2 separate regions of the Mus musculus genome follow, and region 2 is linked to region 1. The links are chromatin contacts, called in public HiCAR-type maps. All regions are on one chromosome and are shown on one strand. Each heading gives the region's core, a stretch centred on a gene start, on an enhancer-like site or on the middle of the called end of the contact. The rest is flanking DNA. Distances are from core to core; before and after follow the strand shown. Region 1 has its middle 120 kb from the start of Grem2. Region 2 holds the start of Opn3 (opsin 3).

The links. HiCAR-type assays count read pairs that join an accessible place to other places.
Region 2: a contact with region 1 is called in a HiCAR-type map of astrocytes, with 4 times the contacts expected there. The contact joins the promoter of Opn3 here to the enhancer-like site in region 1. A contact is called at or near these places in 14 of 39 promoter capture datasets (the 3T3-L1 cell line, 3T3-L1-derived adipocytes, the HPC-7 cell line and 8 more), 2 of 484 Hi-C or Micro-C datasets (embryonic stem cells and liver), 11 of 115 datasets of contacts at active chromatin or transcription factors (astrocytes, differentiating embryonic stem cells, embryonic forebrain and 6 more) and 1 of 9 other capture datasets (embryonic stem cells).

Annotation. Positions count from the first base shown.
Region 1 is chr1:175,036,172-175,043,614 of GRCm38.p6, forward strand. No RefSeq gene overlaps it. Among named protein-coding and RNA genes, the nearest start is that of Grem2, 120 kb to the left of the region's middle. Within about 2 kb of position 3,595, at least 23 of the 459 cell types and tissues checked have an H3K27ac peak or open chromatin away from gene starts, as enhancers often do. A contact at or near this core is called in astrocytes, differentiating embryonic stem cells, embryonic stem cells and 2 more, where this site is marked.
Region 2 is chr1:175,688,516-175,695,958 of GRCm38.p6, forward strand. Opn3 (opsin 3) reads right to left here and starts at 4,117. Exons shown (of 4, transcript NM_010098.3): 1 at 3,655-4,117. The coding sequence starts at 4,021. It overlaps Gm39707 (a long non-coding RNA gene), which reads left to right and starts at 4,531. Exons shown (of 3, transcript XR_865748.2): 1 at 4,531-4,576.

The DNA.
Region 1 (7,443 bases), core at 2,345-4,844:
TTGCCAAAAGCCAAAGTTGGCTTTACCAAGCATTTTTCTCTTAATTTTTAAATCCAAGTGTATTAAAGAGAATTTAATCCATATGTTTACAATTCATTTACACTTAACTCATCAAAATATTGTTTGGTTAGAGTCATTTGGCCCTTGACTTGAGAACTAGCGACACATGGATATATACACATAGGCAGAACACTTAAGCACTCATAGACCTTGGTCCTTTACATTGGAGTAACATCTTCAGGGAACTCTGAACTCATACCTAAGTTGCTGTCTTGGTAAGTCATGGCTACTTAACTATACCTATCCATCTAATTGCATGCAAACTGCCTTTAAAGTTATTGTGCAATTATGAAGTATGTGCTGCTTCTGAGTCTATTTGGAATTAACCGTTTCAGAGTTACCATGTTAACCTCTTCCACTGCCACTACCCTGGATATGGATGGATGATTCTTTTAAGGATATGATGCTAGGATGTTTGGTTTTATGTTTCTTCAGTTCAATATAGTACACCACCACCACCACCACCACCACCACCACCACCATCATCATCATCATCATCTTTTTTGTGGTATTGTGGATGAAACCCAGAGGCTTGCCCACTCTATGCAACTATTCTGTTGTACTGTGGGCCTGCCTCTCTTCCACGGGGGCAGGGGTACACAGGCAACTCTGGCATGTCACATAAAGGAGGCAGGGCAAAGTCCAGAATGGGGAGTCCATAGCCATGGGGGCATTAGATGCCGCTATATGCTGGACTGGAAGGGGAAACAGTGGGGTCTAGGATGAAAGCTGTGGTTCCTGGTCTCCTTTCTGAATACCCATACGCCACCTGTATACTGTGGGCAGAGGAAATCAGGGTTGACAGTTCAATACCAGACAGGAGGGGCAAGGTGGAACCCAGAACGAACCCCATCTAGCCCTATTGGGAAACAGTGCTGAGTATGAGGGGCCTGGAAAAGAGAAAACCTTCAGGAGTCTTAGGCTTGGCCCCTTCTGGCGAAGGCTTTCTCCATGGCAGTCTTTAATGGACCAGCCCTCTGAGACAATCCTTGCTTGTTCATATTGTTTTATTGAGGGTGAATGTGGGTGCAGACACTTTATTCAGGGTGAACCAGGAATTATATACCACCAGGGGCTAGGAAAGCCCAGGCAGGGAAGGTCATTTGTTGAAGGCCTAGAGTACCGAAATGCCTCCTTAGAATGTGGTAGCATTTCAGGAATCTCAGGTACTAGAATAACGGGTTCTTTTTATTATTATTATTAGATATTTTCTTCATTTACATTTCAAATGCTATCCTGAAAGTCCCCTATACACTCCCCCGCCCTGCTCCCCAACCCACCCACTCCCGCTTCCTGGCCCTGACATTCCCCTGTACTGGGGCATATGATCTTCTCAAGACCAAGGGCCTCTCCTCCCATTGATGGCCGACTAGGCCATCTTCTGCTACATATGTAACTAGAAACAGTTCTGGGGGGTACTGGTTAGTTCATATCATTGATCTTCCTATAGAGTTGCCCCTTGTTTTAGCTCCTTGGGTACTTTCTCTAGCTCCTTATTATGAGAAAGGAAGTTGAACCTGTAATCTTAACCAAGGCCACATGACATTTTGCAGATAGAGGTGTGGGAAGTTTTGAACTCCCCAGACAAGGTCGGAGAAGGAGAAACCCTGCCGATGAAGGGAATCATCCATACAGTGCCCAGCCCCAGAAGGCTAACTGGTCAGTGCCCAGCCCCAGAAGGCTAACTATCTGGTCAATGACAGATTTGGTCTTACTTAGCAGAGTTTTCTCACAGTACTCTATCAATGAGTTACGTCCCCAATTTGCATTTAACTTTTTAAGAGTGAACTGTATTAGTTCTGAGGAAGCCAGTGGTGCTGCTGTTTTTGGACAAATTTGGCATCAACAACTCAATGATGCAACTGAGGAGAGACGCGGGATGGATAGGATCATACAGAGTTCAGGAAGGCTCTGATGTAAAGGTTTGCTTTTCCCAATACATGAGCATGAAAGGGGGTTAACTGGTAGACCCAGATCATGGAAAGCATCTCAGAGGAGATTTTGCAATTAATAATTAAATATTACTATGGTGCCTTTCTAAAAAGGGCAGCTAAATATATTGATGAACTAATACGTCTCAAAGTCATAATAGTATAATTTCATGAATATCTGTGGACCTAGAAAATTCTGATTGTGTGTGTGTGTGTGTGTGTGTGTGTGTGTGTGTGTACATGAATGGACATGTAAATTATACATCAGCTTCAGCTGTCATTCTTCAGGTGCTGACCACAATGTTTTTTGGAACAGGACTTCTCATCAAAATGGTGCACATCAAGAAAGCCAGGCTGATTAACCAGGGATCCTCAGGGAGCCTTCCATCTTCACCTCCCCAGCAGAAGCTCCTAAAGACCGAGATATCCTCTAGCTTCTTCTTATGTGTCAGATGGGAATTTGTGATTGTAGCTAAGGTGGCAGAAAAGTATTCTATTCTGTTGGATTGCTATGTGAGATAATATCAGGTTTTAAAAATCTAGTGCAACTCATTGGAGTGTCAATGACTTAAGTTTCATTGTTTTATAAATCTGCATTGGAAAACACAGGTGCTTGAAAAGACAGACGTATCACCTAGCTTGAAGGACCATCTGTTAGAAAGGAATGTATGTACATGTCTATCCTAGCAGTAATATGGCATTGTCTTGTTATCTCTCAATTTTTTCAGAACTAATATTCCCCCCTCAGGAAATTGTTAAGTATAGACTATATTTTTCTATTACTATCTATCTCTTCATTTATGTGTCATTTTACTGCAATTTAGTGACCTTCTATCTTTTTGAATGCTTGCAAGTTTTTCTAATATGTTCCTCCAAGTGAAATTAGTTTAACTTTTATCTAGGATCGAATACTATGTATGGGGCTGCAGGGAGGGCTAAGTGATTAATAGCACGCACTGCTCTTGTAGAGAACCTGAGTTTGTTTCTTAGGACCCATGACTGGCAGCCCACAAACTGCTATAACTTCAGTTCTAGGGGTTCCAATGCATATAGTCTTCTGTCACACACACACACACACACACACACACACACACACACACACACACACACTGAAACTGAGTAGCCCCAAAAAGATTTATAAAAAGAATACAATTAATGCCAATCAGATTAACTGTTCAAATCTGTTTCTGAGGGGAAAAAACTTTGGTAATATTTGGTTTTCACCAGGCTGCTTTGCATACTTTGAAAAGAAAATTCAATTTTCTGGAAGTTTTTCTCCCACTTCATTGAAACCACTATTTTTCAGGGAAATATAATTACAGAAAGATGATGTTTTCTCATTCTGGACAAATTCGTGTCATGTCAATCACACATATTCTCCTTTGAGATCATTTTACCCCTATTTTTAGCACACTTGAATAAAAAGAATGCCAGCTTTTCTTAAGAGCAAAGACAACAATCAAAGACTGGAGCCGCTTGCTTCAGCTGGGTTTCTGATCTCCCTGCTTTCTGCTCCCCTCTGTCACTGCTCTCCAGTGGCCCTGGCAGTCTGGCTGGACGTGCCCTGTCTTTTGTTCCTTCTCCCCCAGCAAGTCGGCTCAGCCCCCAGCGACCAGTACAAAGGAGCACACTGGGGTTCTTTTCTTCCCTGCAAGAACCAGGCAACTGTTATTCATATGACCGGTTGCAACAGCAGCCATCTTTGCCTTGTGCTTAAAATGTGCTGGTTCTTCATGAGGTCTAACAGGCAAAGCTCCGCCTTCTCAAGGGCAAGGGGTGGAGCAAGGGCAAGGGGTGGAGCAAGGGCAAGGGGTGGAGCAAGGGCAAGGGGTGGAGCAAGGGCAAGGGGTGGAGCAAGGGCAAGGAGTGGAACACGTGCATTAAACTTACAGATGAAGATACTTGTGCTTGGACCCATTTTCTGTAATCGAGTGGGAATTCTCTAAAAGCAAGGTTGATTTTTTTCCCACCCAGAACTTTATGCTCCAACCATGTTTAGTGCTGGTCCACCTCCTGGCTCTGCAGTCATCCCTGTGTATGCGAGGGCACTAGACCAGGAAGCTCTACTCTGTAGGCAATACGTTTAGACAGTGTTGCTGGCCTGCCACCAGCCTACCTTTCCTTATTCATAACTTCCACGTCCACCACTCTAACCCTAAGCAGACCCTTTCAGCTTTCTTCCTTACTCACTATCCTGAGAGCAGATGGTCCCCCACACCCACTATCCAGGTCTTGCCTGGAGCAACACTGGACAATAAACAAGACATAAACCCTGAACGGGAGCTCTTTTCTTGGCATTTCATTCAAGGGTGGTAGCTGACTTTCAACAGCCAATATTGACTGGCACGGTAGGAACAGCACAGTTTAACCGGTGTCTGGTGCCCTCTGTTCCTTCCTTCACCTCAAAGCCACACATAAGCTTGTCCTCTCAGGCACTCACTATGGCACAGCACTTTGGCTCAGGCAAGGAGTCTTGGAGAAGGCTCTATAGATTTCTAGTGTAGACAGACAGACAGACAGACAGACAAAACAATAAAAACTCAGACTCATATCAAAAGAAGAAACTATAATTTACTCTGGAGCCAAATACAAGTTATCAAATTCTCATAAACAAAATAAGAAAATAACAAATGATTGCTCTGTGATTTTTTTTAACTTTCAATTAGGCCAAAATAGTTCATTGTATCACACACACACACACACACCAATGATTACTGAAAAAAGAGGCCATGAATTTGGAAGAAAGTAAGTGAGGAGTACATGAGAGTTTTGTAGGAAAAAAAGGGAAGGGAGAAATGGAATCTTAAAAGTACATAACTTTTTGCCGGGCGTGGTGGCGCACGCCTTTAATCCCAGCACTCAGGAGGCAGAGGCAGGTGGATTTCTGAGATCGAGGCCAGCCTGGTCTACAGAGTGAGTTCCAGGACAGCCAGGGCTATACAGAGAAACCCTGTCTCAAAAAACCAAAAAAAAAAAAAAAAAAAAAAAAAAAAAAAAAAAACTTTTTAAAATATAGGGTATTCACTTATTCCTTTCCCCTTTTGTTGGTAAATATCTGACAACTCCAAAAGACACTCACTTTCCATTTCATCTGTGAAATTGTTGCTTACAATTCAGGGCCACTGGGCAGGCAGGTCTGATGTACTCTGACACCCAGTGGAGGACTTAGAGGTGGGGTCACATGGCACAGGTAGCTAACAGGCACTGCCCCAAGCTCTTTCTCTTTGCATTTTATCTCCAACCCTTTTTCTTGTCTTGAGACTCTAGTTCCCGGCAAAGATAAATCACTGGATTAGAGAAGGATACCACACCCACCAAGGTGACTTTCATACTCTCCATTCTGCACTGTTTACAGAAACATTGACCATTGACCTCGACAGTTATAGATCCACCCAATTTCCACACAGCACTTCAAGCTAAGATGGATTTGGCTCCATCAGCTGCCTTAGAAATATCAGCTGGCCACTAGATGTCGGGCTTGTCAAATGATTAGAAGGGATTACACTCTCCCTAGGACTGGGAAACTCTTTTTTTTTTTTTTTTTTTTTTTTTTTTTTTTTTTTTCTGCTCTCCTTTTTCAGTGAGTTTGACAACTGTCCACAGGGATTACACTAACCTGGGTTTAGACTATGCCACAAGGCGACCAATTTTATCTGAGGCCTGAGTTTGTGACTCACATTCCTGTATTTTGTCTTGTTTAAAACATCAAAGACAAGTTTGCTCACTTTGTACCCAAGAAACAGATTGTTGATACACTTTTTCATGAATCCATGCTATATTCCTAAATTAAGGCCAGCTATAATACCCAAGGGAGTCAGGCAGGGACAAGAAAGACCAAGTGTTATTAGACGCGTTCTCACGACCGGCCAGGAAAGACGCAACAAACCAGAATCTTCTGCGGCAAAGCTTTATTGCTTACATCTTCAGGAGCCAGAGTGCAAGAAGCAAGAGAGAGAGAAAACGAAACCCCGTCCCTATTAAGGAGAATTATCCTTCGCCTCGGACGTGTCACTCCCTGATTGGCTGCAGCCCATCGGCCGAGTTGACGTCACGGGGAAGGCAGAGTACAAGTAGTCACAAAATACCCTTGGCACATGCGCAGATTATTTGTTTACCACTTAGAACACAGCTGTCAGCGCCATCTTGTAACGGCGAATGTGGGCGCGGCTCCCAACATCTCCCCCTTTCCTTTTAATAAGAGCAAATAGGCCACCCATATTAATGAGAGTGGAGATAGAGGTCAAATCCCCAGTGTGTAGGTAAAGGAGCCATGTACAGGATTAGCTCTTAGGCTCACAGGCTTTTACCCAGAGCAACCCTGACCTGCTCCCGTGTCGTTTTGCCTGGGGGAAGGGAACTAGGACACTGAACCTTCATGAAAGATGACATGTCTCCCTAGAATAGGCTCATATATGCCGCAGAGCCTTTCCATTGCAGTGCTTAGCCTTGCAACTCTCTCGGGCTGCTGAAGCACACTCACTCTATCCCGTGCAATGAGTCTAGCCTCGTGAGATATAAGAGCTGAGTGGCCAGCGACCTATTGCCTAAGCATAGATAACCATATATCAGGGGGAGCTCCATGTTCTAGTCCTGCAAGCGCCTGGGCAATAACCACCTTGTCTCTCCTAGTTTAGGCCTTAAGCTTACAGACCAATCAAAGAAGCAACACTAATCCACAGCAAAGTGTATCTCCAAATAATATCAATCCCACCCATTCTTTAAAGAAGGGAAATGCTGAGGAGATCCAATTGGGTAATCCTTTGGTCAGCGACAGGTCCAAGCGCGTGGAGTTGACCTGAAGTCTCAATTCCCGAAGGATCTGTTCAAATTCAGCCATCCAATTCTGTAACATATACTGAAAAAGACTTTTTGACAAATTAGCTGCCCTAGTAAATTTAACATACTGAATGGAAGTAACACACAATCTCGGAAACTTTTGTTTACACCCCAGCTGAGCTATTTGCCATAATACATCTAGTTGTTTCTGGACAAGATCTATGAGTTGATTAACCAGCATGAGACCTCTCTGTATCTTGACATTAGCTGAGGCCTGTTCATCTATGACTGTAGTCACTGAGGCTGACAAAGTGTTAATGGTGTCAGTTGTCTGGACCTGTCCAGACAGAGCCAAGGCTGTCTGAATTAAGGCCAAACCCAGTTCCTAGTTAGTGGTAAAAAAGCAGGAGAATACTTGAGCATTATACATCACCGTCATTGGGAGTGGAAATGTCGACATTATCCCCCAACGCTGCTCTCTCTTTATTATTGACGCCCTGGACATCACCAAGACGAGGGACATCAGTATTCCCTTGGTCAGTCTGGATTTTTCGGGTGAGTCTTTCTGGTATCCAAAATGGGTTGTCTTCATTCTGTGGGAAAACACAGATAGCTCCCCTGGATCTTATCAAAATAGGATCCGGGCCATACCATTTATTATCAAGGACATTTTTCC
Region 2 (7,443 bases), core at 2,867-5,366, 650 kb after region 1:
TTTTAAACATTAAAAAAAAAAAGTCAGTAGTTTGGAAAACACGACAAAGTGCATGTAACCATTATCTGAGAATACGCAAACGGCTGTGTCCTTTCCATTTCTGCATTTCACCATAGCGGTAAATGTTACCATGCATCACATATGCGTGTGTGCTGGAACTCTTCTCTGAAAGAAGAAAATTCAAGAAAAGAACACAATTGTAAATAATAGAAAAGCAATTTCATGCAACAGCAATTCCAATCCACTGGAGCCTGACTTGTTCATGTGGATAGAAACCTCTACCCAAAGCAATTCATTAAATGCTTCCTAACAGTTCTTCTAATGAACAAAAGGTATTTTGTATATCCTCCCCTGAAGTCAGGCAACACTGTTGTGAGGCATAGACACAATATCCCAATAAATTAAAAATAATATTATATAATTACTGATTTTTAATAAAATATTTAGACAATACCATGAGATTAGACTAAAAGAACTATGTGGCTTTACTGTGTTAATGTAAACACGTTATGCATTATGATCATGCCAACATAATGGAGAATATTACTGTGGCCAGGGAAGTCTGTAATTAATCCCAGAACAGCTGTAGAGAAGATTTTTACATCTCTAACTACCCCACGGATCTTGCAGTAGATACATGAGACACTCAGATATTCAGATATTACAAAAGAATTAATTCAATAACTAGCACTTTAAAATACGTTAAGTATATGTAAGAGCAAGCCTAAGGGGAAAGAGTCTTACAACATTTTCAGTATCAAAGTACATGTTTAAGCTAAAAAGGAAAGTCATGGTTACCTATTTAAAACACTGTATCATAAGTAGCATCTATTCTTCACATCTAAATAAAGAAATATTTGCATTTTGTCAGACTATCGTGGCAGCCATTTCATTTCTAAGGAAATGATGAAAAAAAAAGCTGCTTCTGTTGCCTTCCACCACAACGCTGGCTACAGCCCGTGTGATGCTAGATGTGGCTGCCAGCTGCTCCCTTTGGACACACTCACCTGGAAGTCTGCAGGCTACCACACTTACACACCCCACTGCCAGCCTTTTGATTGCTCATCATATACTGTAGCAGTAAGTGTTCTTTGGCTCCTCTACTTTTCACTACCATTAAATCTGCTGACATCTAAGTGCAGGTCCAAGGAAGAGAATGGTTATTCTGACATTTATAAAATAAGCCATTCAGTTGGGATTTAAATGAACTTTACTAGGTCACCGACTGGACGGATCAGTTTAACTGAAACAGTGATCCTAACAAGGCCAGCTGGTGGAAACCTCTGACCAAGATTATCAGGGATTCCTCTTATTTTTAGCCTTCTCCGAGATGCCAGGAGCAGAGCCCAAAATGAAGCAATTGCCTGGTCCCCTTGTGCATATATATATGCAAGAATTTGTGAACTGCTTACTCTCGCTTCTAGCAGAGTACAAAGCGGGAGAGAAAACCTATGAGGATATCTAAAGTATAAACATGCATGCACTTCCTCCAGGCATAGAACAAGGCTGAGGTGGTAGTAAGAGGGGAGGGGGTTATAAGCACCAAGGGTACATACAGAACACAATACCCTTCAGAAATACAAAGCAAATGGGATAGATGACATTAACCACAGAAAGCTCAATAGTAGATAACAAAGATGGGGAAACTGGCAGCCTTCGAGAATGAATGGCTTGGGAAAGCCCAGACAATGGGGTAGCCATAAGACCCACCCTTGTACCGTCAGACCAGTACCATCAGCATCACCAAAGCCTGAAGCAAGCAGCTAGCAACTTCCAGCAGTTAAAATTGCCCTCTCCTTCAGTACTCAGAATTGATTAGTCCTGGTTTAGGAACAGAAAAGGGAAGAGTCTTCTCCATCTCCATCCTTTACCCTACTCAAGAGCATATTCTGGGCAAAGAAATTACTTGCTAAGAATGCTGTGCGGTCTGAAGTCACCTCACTCTACACTTGTCTCCAGGAAGTAACTTATTTTCAAGCCTCTAACCCCAGAAGATCTACATCAGATTTTAGGATGGGAATAAATGACATGATTCAAAGAAAGACTGGATGCCCTGAATAAAGGAACCCTCGGGTAAAACCAGGGCGAATGTTTCTTGTAGTCTTTAAAAAAAAAAATCTCTCCTGGTGCTGACAGACCCCAGCAGGAATTCAGAAGGGGAAGAAAGGGCAGAGAGGATTCTGGAAGATAGGATTGGCAGAGCAAGCCAGGGAGAGCCAGGGTGGGTGCTGCAGACATAAGAAAACTCAACCCATTCCTTTTTATTCGGTTTCAGATGGAGACACTGAACACCACAGCACAGAAAAGTACTTCACAGAAAGAAAGGACTTTAATGTCTTCAAACAAACACCTGTCGCTACCCCCAGGGCTTTTCTGCAAGCTGTCCTGACACATCACCTTTTTTAAAGATCAATCCGCCTAAATGCCCCCCCACCCCGAAAAACATTTTTAAGGTAACAGAGAGAATAATCATATAGTCAACCCATATTACTACTCGCATCCTCTTACAGACCTTCCTCTAGGTTCAATATTGTTATGTAAAGAAATCCTTAGATCAATGTTTATTAGGGGAAAGCATCAGAATTGTCAATCAGTGAAAAACCATCATGACTCCTAAATTTTGTTTTAAAACTTTAAAAAGGAAATGATGACAAACACCGTGAGATTTGGGTTTGCCACATGTAAGTTGGCAAATAACAATTGTCAAGGATATTACAGAGACGTTTTTCTCTAAGATCTGGCAAGATCAAGTCAATAGTAAATTATCAATGTGTTTTTAAGGTTTGTGAAAGGGACTTTAAGCCTTAAGAAATATCCATTTCTATTTTAAATCGTTATACAAACAAAATCCCTAGGGGACACACACACACACACGTTTTTCCCAGGCTTAGAATACTGGATCAGTCAACCTTCAACCTGTCAATTCTCAATATAAATCTTCAAGAAAGCAACAAGTTCTACTTCAATTAAATGTACTGGCTGCCCTGCTAATTATGAGTTGGACTCCTTTGCGCCATTTGTAACCTCTGGTGTGACAGAACCTATGTACAGGAAATTAAAAAAAAAAAAAAGTCTCATCCCCTAGGAAGCATTCAACTGTTTATAATTGCTAACGAGTGAAAGGGGGTAAAATACTGCGTTATTTAGGATTCTACATGTCATTCTGAGGAACAAATACTAAATTTGTGAATTAAATCTCTCCTTGTTCTCGCCTCCACTGTTCAGGAGTTGACTTTTTTCTTGCATCTCTTGACTCTACAGGGCCTCATTTCTTTCTCCCTCTGTAAAGTCCACTGTGAGCTGCCCTGTTGAGAGCTACAGTAGGAAGTAAAAATAGATGAGGGGAAATAAGATGGCCAGCGGCAGGGAGACTTTGGAAAGTGCTACAGAGGCAGGAGGGGCTGGGGTTGGTGACTGGCTGGGAAGAAGGGTGTGTAAATCCAGGCAAGGAGGGAAACAGAGTTGGGGATGAAGACCAGATGAAAGGGAGAAGGGAGGCGAGGGTTGGGTATCTAAGGGAGGTTCTCGAGGAGAGAGAGGGAGTTGTGGGTGATGACTGGCTATCAGGGACGATCCCGGGGAGGACGGAGGCCCAGAGCTGATGTACCCGGGGGAAAGTTGAGAGGCAAGGAGAACGCGTCCCGGGCGACTCACCAAAGAGGCTGCCGCTAAACCCGTCCCACGCGCAGCCCACGGCGTCCCACACCCAGCCGTTCCGCAGGCACGACGCGAAGGTGAAGGTGACTCCGAACAGGGATACCAGCAGGTCGCCCAGGCTCAGGTTGACCAGGAAGAGGTGGGTGGGCGTGCGCAGTCTCGGGAACTTGGAGTAGAGAAGCAGCACCAGCAGGTTGCCGCCGACGCCCAGCAGCGCGAGGCAGCCGAGTAGCAGCGCCAGGCGCTCGTACGCGGTGGGGCTGAAGAGAGGCGCGGGGCTCCGCGTGCCCGCCGGTGCTGCGCCCTCGGCGCCCGCCCCGTCCTCCCAGTAGCCCTGGTCGCCACTACGGTTCCCCGAGTACATGGCCCGACGCCGGCGCGCCGTGAGAGAGAGGGCTCGGTGAGCCGGGCGGCCCGAACAGGGTGGATCTCACGCTCTGCGGGCCGCTCAGGCCATTGTGCCCGGGAGCCGCGCCAGGCCCGCCCAACCCGCGCGCACCCGAGGCCCCGCCCTTCGGTGCTAGGACCCCGCCCCACCGCATGAAACTCCGCCCTCCTAGCGTTCTTGCTATCCCACCCTCCCGCGTGGGTCCCGAGCCCCACTAGCTAGCACTTGCAGTCCCTCCCACGGGACCTCCCTGGAGGCCACGCCCTTCTACCTTGCGGCCTCATCCATACGGCAGCCGTTTTGGCCCCGCCCTCCTAAGACTCTTCCGCAGTCTGGCCTGCGGCTCCTCCCTCCCGGAATCTCCTGTTACCCCGCCCTCTGACTCACACCCTTGGCCCCGCCCTCCGGCATACAGCTCCGCCTTCTTAGAACCTCTGACCGCGCCTCTGAGCTGTGGCCCCGCCCTACTGCTTTAGCGGCCCGCCCCTTTTCCCCCCTCCCACCTCCCGGGCGCGTTCCCGCCCAGCAGAGGTGAGTTTCAGAGACCAGTGAGCTCTTGCTCTGCTTCCTTCACCCTTAAGCCGAGGTGGAAACCTGAACAGACTGTACAGAAAAAAAGAGAAAGTAAACTCCCTTACGGAGGTAAATTAGCCACAGCGGATCCTCACAGCCCTCAACGGACTCTAAAGCATCTCGTCCATTCACCCGTTAAGTCACTCACCCTAGCATACACTCATTCATAAATATTTATGAACGCCTGCGCTTAACTCAGTTAAGCATGCTGAATGAAATACTCTCTTTCCTGGGAAGCTATAATAACACCCACCCCCACCTCATACACCCAATAGAAAGAAAACAAAACACTGAAATGCCCGAAGTAGAGCGCCAGCGAAATGATCTCATAAACAGGGAACCTGACGTTAAAAACAAACAAACAAACGCAGCAGGCTGAGTCTCAACTACCTTAGAGCTGGAAGATATGTCCCAGCGTTTATGACAGTGTTCTGAGCTGCCACTCTCAGAGCCCCAGAATAAGGAAGGAAATAGCATCAGAGTGACACCCAAGTCACCCTTCCACTGGATCCCAAGCCTTCTCAGTCTGCAGTAGGTACACCTGATACACAATCCAGTCCAAATGCTTCTCTGGAGGTGATCTCTTGAGCAGTGCCCCGCCCCCTAAGGCTTCAATCCAAATCTAGCAGGTATAGAGAGGATATATTTAGAACAGCACGCATTTTCCACTGGACCTTTCCCCAGCAGCAATGCAAATATAGAACAAGTCAAATATAGATTGTGAACGTCACTTCTTTAGGCCTGCTTTCTCTGTCTCCACTGCAGTCCCCAACGACTACCCACGAGAGGAAAATGTCCCGAGCTGCATGCACCTGAAGATGTCATAGGCACTAATGACTGGTTTGTGGAAACTAAATTGGTGTGCACCAGTGTCCACCCCTCCTCCCACTTGTGTTAGACTCAGTGCATCTCAAAAGTCTTCAATAGTCAGCTAAGTGACGAGATAGCTTGATACCCTGCTGCACTGAGCACTTGACTAAGAGGTTGTGTGTGCCAGCTTCAAAATCTTGATCTTATTTTTAAGACTTCTAACCTGAATTCAGCATCTACAAGGCCTTTGACCTCACCTGCCCTGAAAAAAAAATGTTTTTAATTTTGTGGTTTAGATTTATAGGACCATTTAATAAGTTCTTTGTGCCTCTGACGTCTCACTATAGTAGTCTTCCTACAGTAGGATTGCAACGTTAGTGGAAGGAAGAAAGGAAAGAGTCCTGATTTTTTTTTCCTAAAATATTCATTCTTTGGCACACAGTCTTCTTCTCCTAAAGCTTTCTAGAGGTGTTGAGAGAAGACAATGCTGACCAAATTGGTTCATACATGAGATGCCAGATGCTAAGTGCCATAAACAATTATAAGGCAGAGAAAATAGAGGTGTATATGCTAGCAGAATACTCCCTTCCAGGCAGCTAGGACTAGGATCTTAAAGCCTAGACCCACAGGGACACACCTACTCCAACAAGGCCGCACCTCCACTCCCTGGCTCAAGCATATACAAACCATCATAAGAGGAAAGAGAAAATAAATGTGCTGTTACTTAGACAGCTCTGCATTGAACTCTAAACAAGACCTATGTGCCAAGGGAGGACTCTATTTGCCCCTTTGGAGGGAAACGAGGGCACCAGTATAGCAGAATAATAGGAGATGAAGATAGAGAGGTAAGTAGGTGAGCAGCTGTGCTTTGGCCTCTACTGTATCAACATAATAAGGTTGATACAATAGACCTATAAGGTCCAGAACATTGCCTGCGCAAGAGGTGTGAGTGCAATGAATAAAAACAGTAAGAGCCTCTGGGGGAAATGGTTAACATTTTGATAATTGACAATAGTTATTATAATAATCCTGTGAACTGTTAAGGTCTTTTAGTAGAGTTGATACACATAAGCAAGATACTGCATATATGATTTTGTTAATAAAAATGTTTCTTGTACATTTCAAAATTAGGTCTTTATGGGAGTTATGGTTTAAGTGGAAAATTCCCTATGGGTTTGTGTGCTTGAATACTTGGCCCCTGTCTGGTGGCACTGTTATGGGAGCTTATGGAATCTTTGGCATGGAATCATTCCCCCAATAGATCATCTCCAAAGTGACCCAGACAAGCCAAGCAGTGCCTGGTCCTTCAGGCCTGTGTACTGCTAAGAATGCAAGCCCTGGCCACAGGCATCATCAGGTGCTAACATACATTCTTTCCAGGAGAGTTTTTCCTTGGCTTATTCCTGGAGCTGGGTCTGATCATGGTGAACCAGATGTAAAGCAACCTGCTACCCTGCCTTGGTTAGTCGTTGGTTTTGTTTGTTTGTCTGTTTGTCTGTCGGTTGGTTTTGTTGTGTTGTTTTCCCAACCTGACACAAGCTAGAGTTTGTGGGGAAAGCAAAGAACCTCAGTTGAGAAGATGCTCGCACTAGACTGGCCTGCAGGAAAGCCCGTGGAGCATATTTTTGATTAATGGAGGTATATGAGCATCCAGTCCTGGGTTGTATAAGGCAGCAGCCTAAGAAAAACACAACTAGCAAGCCAATAAGCAGTATTCTTCAACGGATTCTACTTCAGTTCCTGCCCTGAGTTCCTGCCCTGGCTTCCTTCAATGATGGACTATGATGTGAAGGTGTAAGATAAACTAAACCCTTTCTTTCCCAAGTTGCTGTTGGTCATGTTTTGGGTTTTTTTTTGGGGGGGGGGGTTCCCTCAACATCCTTCCACCATGTATGGATGAGTAGAAAATGCCCACAGGAGGAATGGACATTTAGCAGCTACTGACGGCTAGAGCTTTGATGATTCCCAATCATCAGAACGATGAGAAAGGAAACACTGATGTTTGTAAATTACTC